Linked DNA regions of Sus scrofa: region 2 is linked to region 1. A link is a contact called in public promoter capture Hi-C data. All regions are on one chromosome and are shown on one strand. The core of a region is the stretch at or near the end of the contact, and the rest is flanking DNA. Distances in the headings are between cores, read along the strand shown. Region 1 holds the start of ASH1L (histone-lysine N-methyltransferase ASH1L). Region 2 overlaps ASH1L (histone-lysine N-methyltransferase ASH1L).

The links. Promoter capture Hi-C pulls out the DNA fragments that hold promoters and counts their contacts.
Region 2: a contact with region 1 is called in a promoter capture Hi-C map of fetal skeletal muscle, with 2.3 times the contacts expected there. The contact joins the enhancer-like site here to the promoter of ASH1L in region 1. A contact is called at or near these places in 1 of 5 promoter capture datasets (fetal skeletal muscle), 5 of 47 Hi-C or Micro-C datasets (embryonic fibroblasts, epiblast stem cells, fibroblasts and 2 more) and 1 of 2 datasets of contacts at active chromatin or transcription factors (alveolar macrophages).

The regions. Positions count from the first base shown.
Region 1 is chr4:94,294,500-94,300,296 of Sscrofa11.1, reverse strand. It overlaps ASH1L (histone-lysine N-methyltransferase ASH1L), which reads right to left and starts at 2,765. Exons shown (of 28, transcript XM_021089697.1): 1 at 2,621-2,765; 2 at 2,019-2,158. The coding sequence starts at 2,750. DAP3 (28S ribosomal protein S29, mitochondrial) reads left to right here and starts at 2,816. Exons shown (of 13, transcript XM_021089714.1): 1 at 2,816-3,229.
Region 2 is chr4:94,362,596-94,368,392 of Sscrofa11.1, reverse strand. The region is part of intron 3 of ASH1L (histone-lysine N-methyltransferase ASH1L); the gene reads right to left. Among named protein-coding and RNA genes, the nearest start is that of ASH1L, 68 kb to the right of the region's middle. Within about 2 kb of position 2,487, at least 3 of the 83 cell types and tissues checked have an H3K27ac peak or open chromatin away from gene starts, as enhancers often do. A contact at or near this core is called in embryonic fibroblasts, where this site is marked.

The DNA of each region.
Region 1 (5,797 bases), core at 1,516-4,015:
TTTTAAGTACTAATCTAGCAAATCAAAAACATTCTATTTTTCAGAGAAAATACAGTTAAGTTGGCTTAATTTAAGTGTTCTTCCCTCACATTAATAAAGGGGATATATGATATGATATCCTTACTACAAAATTAATACATGCTTACTACAAATTGATCTTTGAACAATTTCTTCAACACAGTCAAAAAGTTCCAACATCTCACAGGCACATATGTCAACAATTTCAGCTTCCCAAAAACGTTTACTCAGAAATGCCAAAAGAAAATGCAAAAGGTAGCACATGCTACCACAAATTGGCCACCCTATTAGACACTTAAAAACACTGGTATCCTTCCATATTAAAATGTATGGAAGATCTAAATTCACTCCAAACTGAAGACTTTTTAGGACATTTTTCTAGTTTCAGTTCCACACTGATCTGCCTGCCTCAGGAGACTTAATATATATCACTGTCAAGACAAATCCCCTCAGATATACCTAGGCTGTTTCAACAGGGTCACCTTGATTATTCTCACCCCGAGACAGGGACCACTTATTGAGTATTCAATTAATATTTGTTGAATGAATAAGAAAAGATCCTTTCTCCCATTAAATTAAGCTGTCAGCCCCTATGCAGCACTATGGTACAAGCTATAAAAGACATCCCTCCCTCAAACACACAAGCTAAAGTGTCAGAAATGCTCTGCATCCTCTGCAAACAAATATAGTCATGGAACACCCATTTCATACAGGCCAATCTGACACAAGCTATGTTCTGACACAACTGATCTCTAGCAAAAACCATTCAAACAGTCAATATGCTCCAATAAACTCAGATTTGCCTGACAGAGACCTTCTAAGACTCCATGGTATGGCAAACACACTACTGGACTCATAGTCAAAATACCTGAGTTACAGTCCCAACTCTGTCAATTTAACATGTGACTTTGGAAAAATTATCTCTTTATGCCTCAATTTCTTACTTTGTAATATGGGAGGAAACAGCCATCCTATCATTCACAGAGAAACTTAGGATGGCAAAGAAACTGAAAGAGCATTTTGAACAGTATAAAAGCTTTATTCTATTATAAAGTGTGAATACAAACTCAGGTCAACAGAAAGGCCAACCATTCTTTACACCCTCACAGTAATTGTTCAGGTAAAGATGTTCTGGGCCTTCATATTTACACAATTCACTCTATTCAGAGGAACAAACTATTCTTAAGAATAACTGGTTATGACAAGTTTCTCCCATCCCTGACCACACACTTACATGCTACATTTCTAAAATACTGCTTTGACTTCTCTTTCCCAACAAGTCAATAAGGCACTCTCAAACCCTAAAACACACACACATATCAACCAGCAGGGAATATCCCAAACTTTAATTTAAAAATAAGCTAACTTATAAGTGGAACTACATTACACTTGTACAAATAAAAGCAAACTCTTCCGAAACACTTTCCTTTCTTGCATACACACACAAACACAGCCGCTATACACTAACAGACCATCTGTCTCCTAGACCAAAAACATGTCTTTCCATGCACAAACTAACCAGTAACATCTATTAAACTTATAACACGGAGACCATCCTGTAGTTTCAACAGCCAGTTGAGCGTGTCAGGGACACCACAGATCTGAACATACAGGTAAACTACCCTCAAAAGAGGATCATCCCTCCTGACACTCTTATTCCTTAACGGGAACAACCTGGCCTATGGGGGATGCTCCAATCGTGCCTCCACAACACACAAACTAACCTGTCAGGGGCACAGCGGGCTCCGCCTCCACTCGCTTACTTTCCCGCCCCCTCCCCCAAGCCAGGAGCCCGCCTGTCAGGGACACCCCTTCACCTCCGCCAGGAGGGACTTCCCGGTAAGCTCAGGATCCCCTTCCCTACTCTCCCCTCCCCCATCCTTACCACCGCTCTCCCGGAGGTCCAGGTCCGGGAGATGACAGTAGCTCCCAGGAAGCCAAGGACTGAGTCGCTGAGGGAGTACTTAGGCCCAAAGGCCTCCCCAGGCGGTACTACTCACCGTGTCAGAGGCCGAGGCCGAGAGAGATGAGAGTGCAGGGAAGTGGGGAAGAGGGGGCGGCCGCCACCAGGCTCCTCCGCTTCCCTTGGTCCACAGCGGATCCCTCCCGCTTGTCAGGAGGCGGCCAGCGGGTGAGCGGACTGGCGGAAATGCGAGAGAGGAGAGGGGAAAGGCGTGGGGCTAAGCGGGGGAAACTGAGGGGAGGCGGGTCCCGCAACCGAGACGGGGATCGTCTCCCCCTCCGCAAAGCGAACCCAAAATGGCGGCGGGAGCGGCGGCGGCAGAGCGGCGGCGGCGGCAGCTCCTTGGGAGGGAGGGAGCGAAGGGCGCCTCGTGCCCCCCCACCTCCCACTCCTCCCTCCTCGCGTTTTCCCCCTTCGTCCTCCCTCCTCACTCGACTCGGGCGGCAGAGCGCGCACGCCCGCCCGCACGCGCCAGAGTGTATCTGGGCTCGTCGCTTGCTGCTCCCACCAACCACCGCCTTCGGCCGCCTGGCGCGCCCGCCAGCCAGTACGCACTCGCTCTGGGGAGCCTCCTCGCACGGTCCCCCACTTCCCCTCGGCCCCTGTCAAGCCAGCTTTGGCGCGGGCCCTCACGCGTACCTTCAGCGGCGCGAGCCCAAGCCTCCTCCTCCACCTCCTCTCCTCTCCTCCCCCCCTTCCCCGCCCCCACTGCCACCAACCGCCGCCACGGCCGCCGCCGCCGCCTCCTCCCCCTCCGCCCCCCCCACATACCCTCCACCCCTCGCGCGTGCGCCTCCCACAATCCCCCCCGCGGGACTGTTCCATTCCCATTAGCTGCAGCAGCGGGGGAGAAAAGGACAGACGAAACGGGCAGAAGTTGCCGTTAGGATTGGAATTACCCCAGTGGCCAGTAGACACCTATGACTATTTACCTCGATGGCTGAGGCGCCAAGGCGACACGGCTCGCTCCCCCCACCTCGTCCTGGCCGCGGTGAGCGGCTCGGGGGCGGCCTAGCGCCCCTCTGCTGACAAGTAGTTGGAGGCCGCGGCGGCTGCGCGGTGAGCAGCTTCCTGCCAAACGACCCGAGCTTGCTTCTCTGCTGCGGGACAAGCGCTGTGGAGCCAGCCCTTGACTGTGCCTGTCGTTCACCGCATCAGGAAAGCGGATCCACGACTCTCGGTGAGGGAATGGACCTGCATGGGGTTGTACTCATGAAGGAGAGGAGTGGGACTCGGAACCTCCATGAGGTAGGGAGTGAAACCAGTTGGGCCGGCGACCCTCCTAGGGGGCTTCCTTCCGGGCTCCGTGTTGCGGTCCTGAAACCTAAAGAAGAACCGGTGCGTGGTCGGCTTTTTCTTTCTTCCTTTTTTGAAATTCTATTTTAAACCCATCTTAGATTGCTCGAATTTCACGCCACTGTCTATACGCGATGATGTTTCGTGCACTTTTATGCATTCCTCTTGGCTAGATGATATATTTTCAACCTCATTAGGCAGCCTGATGTTAGAGGATAAAGATGCCATACGTTACAAATTCAAGGTCTGGACTTGGTCTCTCACGTCTTGTGTGTCTTTCAGAAAGTTATTTTTCTTAATTCCTTGTCAACAAATGAAAAACTGAACATAAAAATTAGTTAACTCCAAATCTGCCTTCAAGGTTGGTATGTGATAAAATAAAATAATGTAGATAAAGAAGTATTAGCTTCTAGGCACAGGGAAGGTGCAAAGTGTAATGTTATCGTTTACAGTACTCTGGATGTTGATAAGGTTTGTGGGTGTAATTGGTAGTTTGTGTCCTATTCTTCCAAATCGTTATAATAAATGCAAAAGGAAATCTTTCAGATTTCTGTGGCTACTGATACTTGTTTCTCAAAACTGTGAATGAACACTTACTTTTTCTTGATGATTGAGTAAGGAGAACTATGAACTATTAAAATGTACGGGTATTTCTGAAGCTTTCTATTCAAATAATCTTTAGTTTCACCCAAAGTGTAAAACAGAATAAATCGGGGGAGGGATCCGCTTGGATATTCCGTTCCTTAACATCTATGGACTTTTAAGGATCTAGGAATAGTTTCAAAATCACTGTACTAGATTAATTTCAAGCTCTAAAGTTTAAGTAGACAGTCCTAAATGTTCCCTTTTCCATACTTAAGTATATGGATCAGGTTTTGTTTAATTGCTCTGGGTTTTTTTTTTTTTTTTTTAAGGGAAGGATGGAATCCCCTTTAATTACCTCACTATCCATATCTTTGCTTTTCCTAATCGTATCTTAAGCCCCAGCTATTTTATGGAGCCATTTAGAGGCCATATATCTTTCTCAATAGTGTCATGTATGCAAGTGTGTTACCCTACCAAGAACATTTTTAATTTGAGGGCAGAGACTATGTCTAACATTTCTTTGTATATTCTTTTGTAGTTTGGTGCAAAGCAAGTATGAAAATGTTGAAATGAATGTCAGATACTTAAAATATGAGAAGGGAAGGAGAATTAATGTCTGTAGAATACCATGCCAAGAGAACTTATGTTCCTGTTTAATCCTTATGAAGTAGATCATCTTGGCCCCATTTTGCAAATGAGAAGCCTGAGGCTCTAAGAAGTCCAATAACTATCTTTAGACTTCAATTTGCTTATCTCTTAAATACTTAATTTTTTTACCCCATTCCCTTCTTAATAAAGTTTCTCATCAGCAACATAATTGTTTATGCTACAAAGACATAAACATAATTGTTTATGCTATAAAACACTTATAACTGAATTCCACTACACTAGTACATAAAAATATAAAGTTCCTTACATATGGTCTCTGCCTTTAACTGGCTTTGAGTAACTGCACTGATTCAGGAGTTGTCAACCAAGTATAGACAAGATAGTATTCTGCGGTTTTTTTGTGTGCATATGTTGCAGTGCCTGCCAGAGACTAAAATATTTAAATGTTCAATAAAATGACCTTACTGAATGGATGAACCCCCCCCCATCATTTGAGCCAAGGAAGGTGTGGAAAATAAAATAATGGTGCCCCCAAAGATGTCCAAATCTCAATCCCTGGAAGCAGTGAATACATTGTTTACATGGCAAGAGAAAATTAAGGTTACTAATCAGCTATTACCTGATAGGGCCCTGTAATTACAAGGGTGCTTCAAAGGTAAGAGAGACAGAAAGAGTCACTGTCAGAGTGATGGAATATGACATAGACTTGACCAGCTGTGGCAGGCTATGAAGAGGAAAGGGCAGCCTCTAAAAACTGGAGAAGTCAAGAAAACAGGTTCTCTGCTAGAGCATCCAGAAAGAACACAACCCTGCCACACTTTGATTCTGGACTTCTAAACCACAGAACTCTAAGATGACAAATTTGTGTTGTTTTATGACACCAAATTTATGTTAATTTGTTACAGCAGCAATAGGAAAGTAACACAGAAAGAGGACCAAATCATGACTAACCGCCAGAGTACAATTCCCTGGATGGTGCTTTTGTTTAAATGAGGGTGTGACTTAACTGAAACTTTTCTTTAAGCACTGTGATAGGCACTCAACAAAGGTGCCTAGATTTCCAGTGTTTCTCTGCTGCTCTGCTTCTCTTGGCATGAGTCCTCAAGCTGTAAATAGACAACTGGGCTCTAATATTGCTCCAGAGCAGCAGTCTTTAGCTGCCCTCAGACTTCCCCACTAGAACAGAAGTAATTAAACATTTATCTCATGGTGCTTCAAAATAAAATTTCAAAATTGTAAAGATAAAACTAACTGGATCATCATAGGATTGATTTTACGTTTGACAAGTTATGGTAAATTGTAAACAAAATAGTCTACAAATAATTT
Region 2 (5,797 bases), core at 1,238-3,737, 68 kb before region 1:
TTTGTTTTAATAATGCAGAATCTTAAATCACATCACTGTAAGTACTCTTTTAGCAGGCTCTTAGTATTGCTCAGGTGAGATATAAGACTGTGTTGCCATTCAAGAGTAATAAATTATATTTTGGGGAAAATGATGTGACAGTATATCCTATTTCAGAAACACAATGAAGACTACTGTAAGATCAAATCAAGAAGCAAGACTGGTTATTGCTGACTCTTAAAAACAGATACAAACTGTACCAACAGTACAATAAATCCCCCTAGAGTGTGGGTCAGATAAGATAAGATTTCCACTAAAGAGCTAAATACCACAATAAAATATCTAAGAAGTAAAAGCCCAGGCATCAGCGAAGACATAAATTTAAATATTAATACTGAAAAATTCTTTACAGGACAGCTATTTCCTACTCAGACACACAGCCAAGACAGAAGACATCAGTGGCCAAGAAGCTTGAGATATCATTGAACTCTCTTTATCATTATTTTCTTGATGAATGGACAATCTTAGATTAAGTACTAGGGAAAGAATGGGTTAGAGAGCACTTTTTATAAAGTCTTCTCTCTCAGTCATAAGCTAACATTCACTGAATACAGTTTATATGCTTGGTACTATGCTAGTCATTGTGGAGGTTGGGGGGGGATATATATACAGTTTAATAGTCTCTGCCCTCAAGGAGCTTATTTAGGGTCTTGTATGTTATCATGCATTACATTTCAGGTGGCATTTGTGCCATCCATTCTTGAGCTCCATCTTCAGTTTCTAGGCTATTTGGTAATGTTTCCCAAATTTCTTGGTCATCTTCAAGAAAGTCTTGATGAAGGCTTCAACTATACCTTTGATCATCAGGATATCCTGAGAATCACCCTGCCTGGCCTCACCCACCTCAGGTAAAAGAGGGTACAGGCACTTTCTTCAAAGCTCCTTCTTTTGGTGGCATCTGGAGCTGCAGAGGAGGCAGTGGGAGGTGGAATAGGGGTCAGATCCCCGGAGATCGTTATTGGCAGCTTTGTACAGCAATTCCTGAGAAACTGAAACAATTGAGAGAGAGATGGCTTAGCTCACTTAGCTTCTGAGCCATTTTTCATTTCCTGAAAGTAATGGAGGCCAGCAGCCTATTCTTAGGATATAATAGGAAACTAGAATAAAACTTCATTCTGGAGGATTCTCATTTTTCATTTTTATAAGCCTGTTTGAATTCCCTGTTCATCATACAGAGCAGAGCTGTTCTTAACAATTTTCTGTAAGGGGGAATAAAGTTGTAACCCTAAGATACAGATCTCTAGGGCTTGATAATCATTAGATCTAGACCTTTACTTCACTTAAAAAAACACTGCATACAGGAGCAGTAAGAGGATGAGGATACCTGAAAAAAACATTACCTAATGATGTGAAGCAACCAATTTTAAGACTGGAAAATGATGATATAAACTTATATGCAAGAGTTAACAACCTGTGAAAGATGTTTAAAAGCATGTTAAAACAGGCCTAATAGCAGAAATCACATGAAATCTGTAAACACTCTCTCTAATACTGCCATAAATAGCCTGTTTTATAAGTGCCATTATGCAGTTGGGTGGATGGGGAAGAACAAGATAATGCCTAGAGAACTAGCATGTCCATTTCAAAAGAGACCAATATATTTATGTTTCAAAACCTGAAATAGAATGCAATGCAGAGTGTAGTAATGTTAAGTACGTGAACTATGGAGTAAGGTATCCTGTGTTTGATTTCTGATTCTGTTACAAATCAAGCTATAAGACCTAGGTAAGTAAACATACTTGAATATTGGTTTAATAAAGCACTCAACTCACACGATTGTTCTGAGTTCCAAAATGAGATAATATACAAAATTCAATGGGTTTTTATAAGCATTATACTATTATATATAAAATGGTTCCCGGGGTTTATCACAGAATTTTTATTTACTTATTTACATTTATGACCACACTCGCAGCATATGAAAGTTCCTGGGCCAGGGAATGAATCTGAGCTGCAGTTGCAACCTATGCTACAGCTGTGGCTATGCTGGATCCTTTTAACCCACTGTGCTGGGCCAGGGATTGAACCCACACCTCAGCAGCAACCCAAGCCCCTGTGGTTGGATTCTTAACCCAATGAACCACAGTGTGAACTCCTATTGTAGAATTTTTAGACCCTACTTAACAATGTCACTGACATGTATAGGCAACAATTCTATATTACAATAAAATTTAAAAAAGACAGGACTTAAACCCAACCAGGAATTAGAACTAATCTAGAATACCAAGCAATTACCTTAAACATAAAGAAGTACTAGTAAAATAAGTACCTCTAATTAAGAAGTACTATTAAGATAGGTACTTCGAAGGTTGGTAGGTAACTGCAAGGCTGGCAAAAGCTTCTTTGGAGTGAACTTTCTAATTCACTCTCTTCACCATAGCTTCTCCTGGGTTGGGATTATGCTCTGGATTACATCATTAAAATAAGATGTGCCCAAATGATGAGTCAGAACCAGAAAGTGTTTAGTTCTCTGTTCAGTGTTGTACCAAGGGAGAAAGCGGTTTTCTGCTTCCACTGTTTGGTTCTTTGGTTCTTCTAAATTATGGTCGATTACTCAGGGAATCATGGGTCATCAGTGATCATTTTAGATCTGCCTGGAGGGATATGTGAAGACTCTATGCTCCTCACATGACAGGAGGTCTGTAGGTATTCCAATTTAAGGCAAACTGATAGCTCCTCAAAGAATATACACAGAGAACACACATAATTCTAAATATCAGAGAGTTCTCATCATTTTTTATTTCAATACAGTATAAAGCTGAATAATTGAGTACTCTAGAAGTAAACAAAGACTATAAATGGGGATTCCTCAATTCACTATTTGGTGGAAACCCTACTGAGTGTTTCACCACTCAGATGACAGCTTTAAAAATGGATTAGAAATTCTACAGACATAGATGAAGGAAACAGAAGTCACAGATAAATCACAAAAATATTTAAATAAAATTGGTCTTTAACATAAATTTAAGTTGATTACAAGTAAATTCTTTTTTTTTTTTCCAGTTGGAAATACAGAAGCCTTCATGTAAAAAAGAAGGCAGACTACTACTAAGGAGAGAAAGGGAAAATAGAGAATACCATTAATTGGGATAATAATTGGGAATTAAGAACTAAAAACAAACTTGGAAATGTGAGGGAATCCTGGAAGTGGTTTTTTTTTTAATGATTTTTTTTTTCCCATTATAGCTGGTTTACAGTGTTCTGTCAATTTTCTACTATACAGCAAGGTGATCCAGTCACACATACATATATACATTCTTTTTTTCTCACATGATCATGCTCCATGGAAGTGGTTTTGATTGTAGAATCTCTGTTTTTTTTATCTGGCCATTATCTGATGAGCTTTTAAAGACAAAGACAGGTTTTGGAGAAATGTCTGTGTCGAATTGGACAAAAAGGAAGAAGATGGTACTTTTATAGCAAAATCTTAAGATGAAACCATGAAATCATGGATAAGAATGTCAGAAAGTTGAGAAAACAAAAACCAAAAAAATATATAACGACTTTAAAGGGGCAAGAATCTGGAAATCTTTTTATATCATACACAAAAATTGGTGGAAACCAAGAAGCTGTTCTGAAGTTGATTTGTCACAAGAGATCTTGACTGATGTGTAGAGAAGAACAGAAACAAGCCTAAGGTAAAAAGAGAAATACTACATTTACAGATGCCTGGGTGTGAAGATAGAGTCATGTGGGCAAAGATTATCAGCATAAACAGAGAAAATTCCCACTGACAATAGTGTGGGGGAAAGGGGGAATCACAAACACTGGAGTAAAGGTTCAACCTAACTACTTCACTGAAGCCCTTAGGCTGGCTAAAAATCAAGGAATTTCCAAACGTAAAATAGCAAAAGAACATAGTGAATGAAACCAAAAGCTAGGTGGATAAAACATGCATTTCTTTAGTCTAAATCCACTATTAAAACTTTAATAACAATATGTCTTGGTTACATCTATTGGGAGTTTACCATTAAAGACCCTCGAAACTAGGAAATAGTTTGAATGCGAAACTTGTTTGATATTTCTAATGCTATAAATATCTTTGGGTAAACTACGGCAAATCATATTTGAGTATGCTAGATTTGGAAGGTGCAGTAACAAGTTCATAAATAATATACATTTATTTTAAAATAACGCATTTAAAACTAGTTTCTAACATTTAATTGCTCCTTCCCCCCAAAATCAGTTATAAAATTCCTCCTTTTATTATTTATGAGTCAAGACTACTGGCAATGTTTGTTAAACAGTGACTGAGTCAAAAGTGGTTATAATTAAAATGGACACCATAGTAAAAAAATGTGAAAATACCAACTATGTGGAAATCTCTGATCAAGTTTTTTTGTTTATATATTCAAAGTTCTGAATCCTTTGCAATGATTCACAGATCATAAGGGCTCTAAAAGCTTCTTTTGAATGAGCTGAATGCTGAGATAAAAGCTGGTTCCATGATAAAAACAGCTGTTTCCAATTGTGGGAAATACATTTACTGAAAGCAATACATTTCATCTGACTCACCAATTAAATGCATTACAAGAGAGAATGATTCAGAGCCTGTATTGGTGATTTTGAAGCTAAAAAGTCTGTGTTTTTCTCCTTCCAATTAGGCTATTTCTCATACTGCCCAAATCAGATAATTCACTGAAATAGAATTTCACGGGAAATTCCCAGAACTGTACTAACCACCACAATAAATTTTCTGATTTCATCTACACATGTTCACACTTCACTTATGAATGTATCTTCTACACCATCCTAGAGAAATTGTCAGAAATGATGAGAAAATTCTGATCAATGCTTACATTCTTCAGTTAAAAAGAAAATAATACTCAGTATACTGTGCTTCAACCATTATGCTTCCATAGTGAATATACTTTTTACAAACAAGAAGATTTAGCCCTAATTTACTTTTGGGGAAAAAAACAGTTCTCAATATTATACACACACACACACACACACACACACACACACACACACACACACATATGTATACTTATGTATGTGTGTATGTATATAAAAATTTGTTTTCATTCCAAAATTTGTAACTTGTAAATGCAAAATACTCCATGCTACTGCTCTCCCCATTTTTGAAATCAGGTTGCAGATTCTGGCACTTGCAGATAGCCATGAGCTGAAAATGCTGAAAAGCAAAGATGGAGTATATGACGTTCCAGGTCAGAAATTCTTCCTTCCCAGTCCTACCTATTTCATGTCTACTTAAGAAAGATAATTAAACAGAATTAGTTATTAGAATGGGGTGAAACCAGAAAACTTGGCTTCATTTAAGTGTGTAATTTCACTATAACTTCATTTGCATCAAGCTGATTTTAGTCTGTTAATATATAACAACATAGTAGAGCATATAATTTAAAAAATAAACTAAGTACCACATGCAGATCATTTATAAAACAGACGAGTTTTCTTTTTATTTATTTTTAACTTATTTTTTGGCCATGCCTGTGACATGCCTAAGTTCCCAGGCCAGCAGTGACAGTGTTGGATCCACCATCAATATTGAGGTGCCAGGGAACTCCACTTTTTAAAAAAGTTTTATGAGATTGGATTTGTTTGGTCCAAAACTGCTCAAGTGATTAAGGCAGTTTGATTCCCCACTTAGGAAAAAAGGAGGGAAAGTTTAAAGGTTTAAATACCCCGTTTCAGACTACAAAGGACCATCATTTCTGCCTGTGCCCTTGATCTGATTGCATGTATTTTCCTCAAATTTACATCAATATAATTTATCAAACATACCTGTTTTATT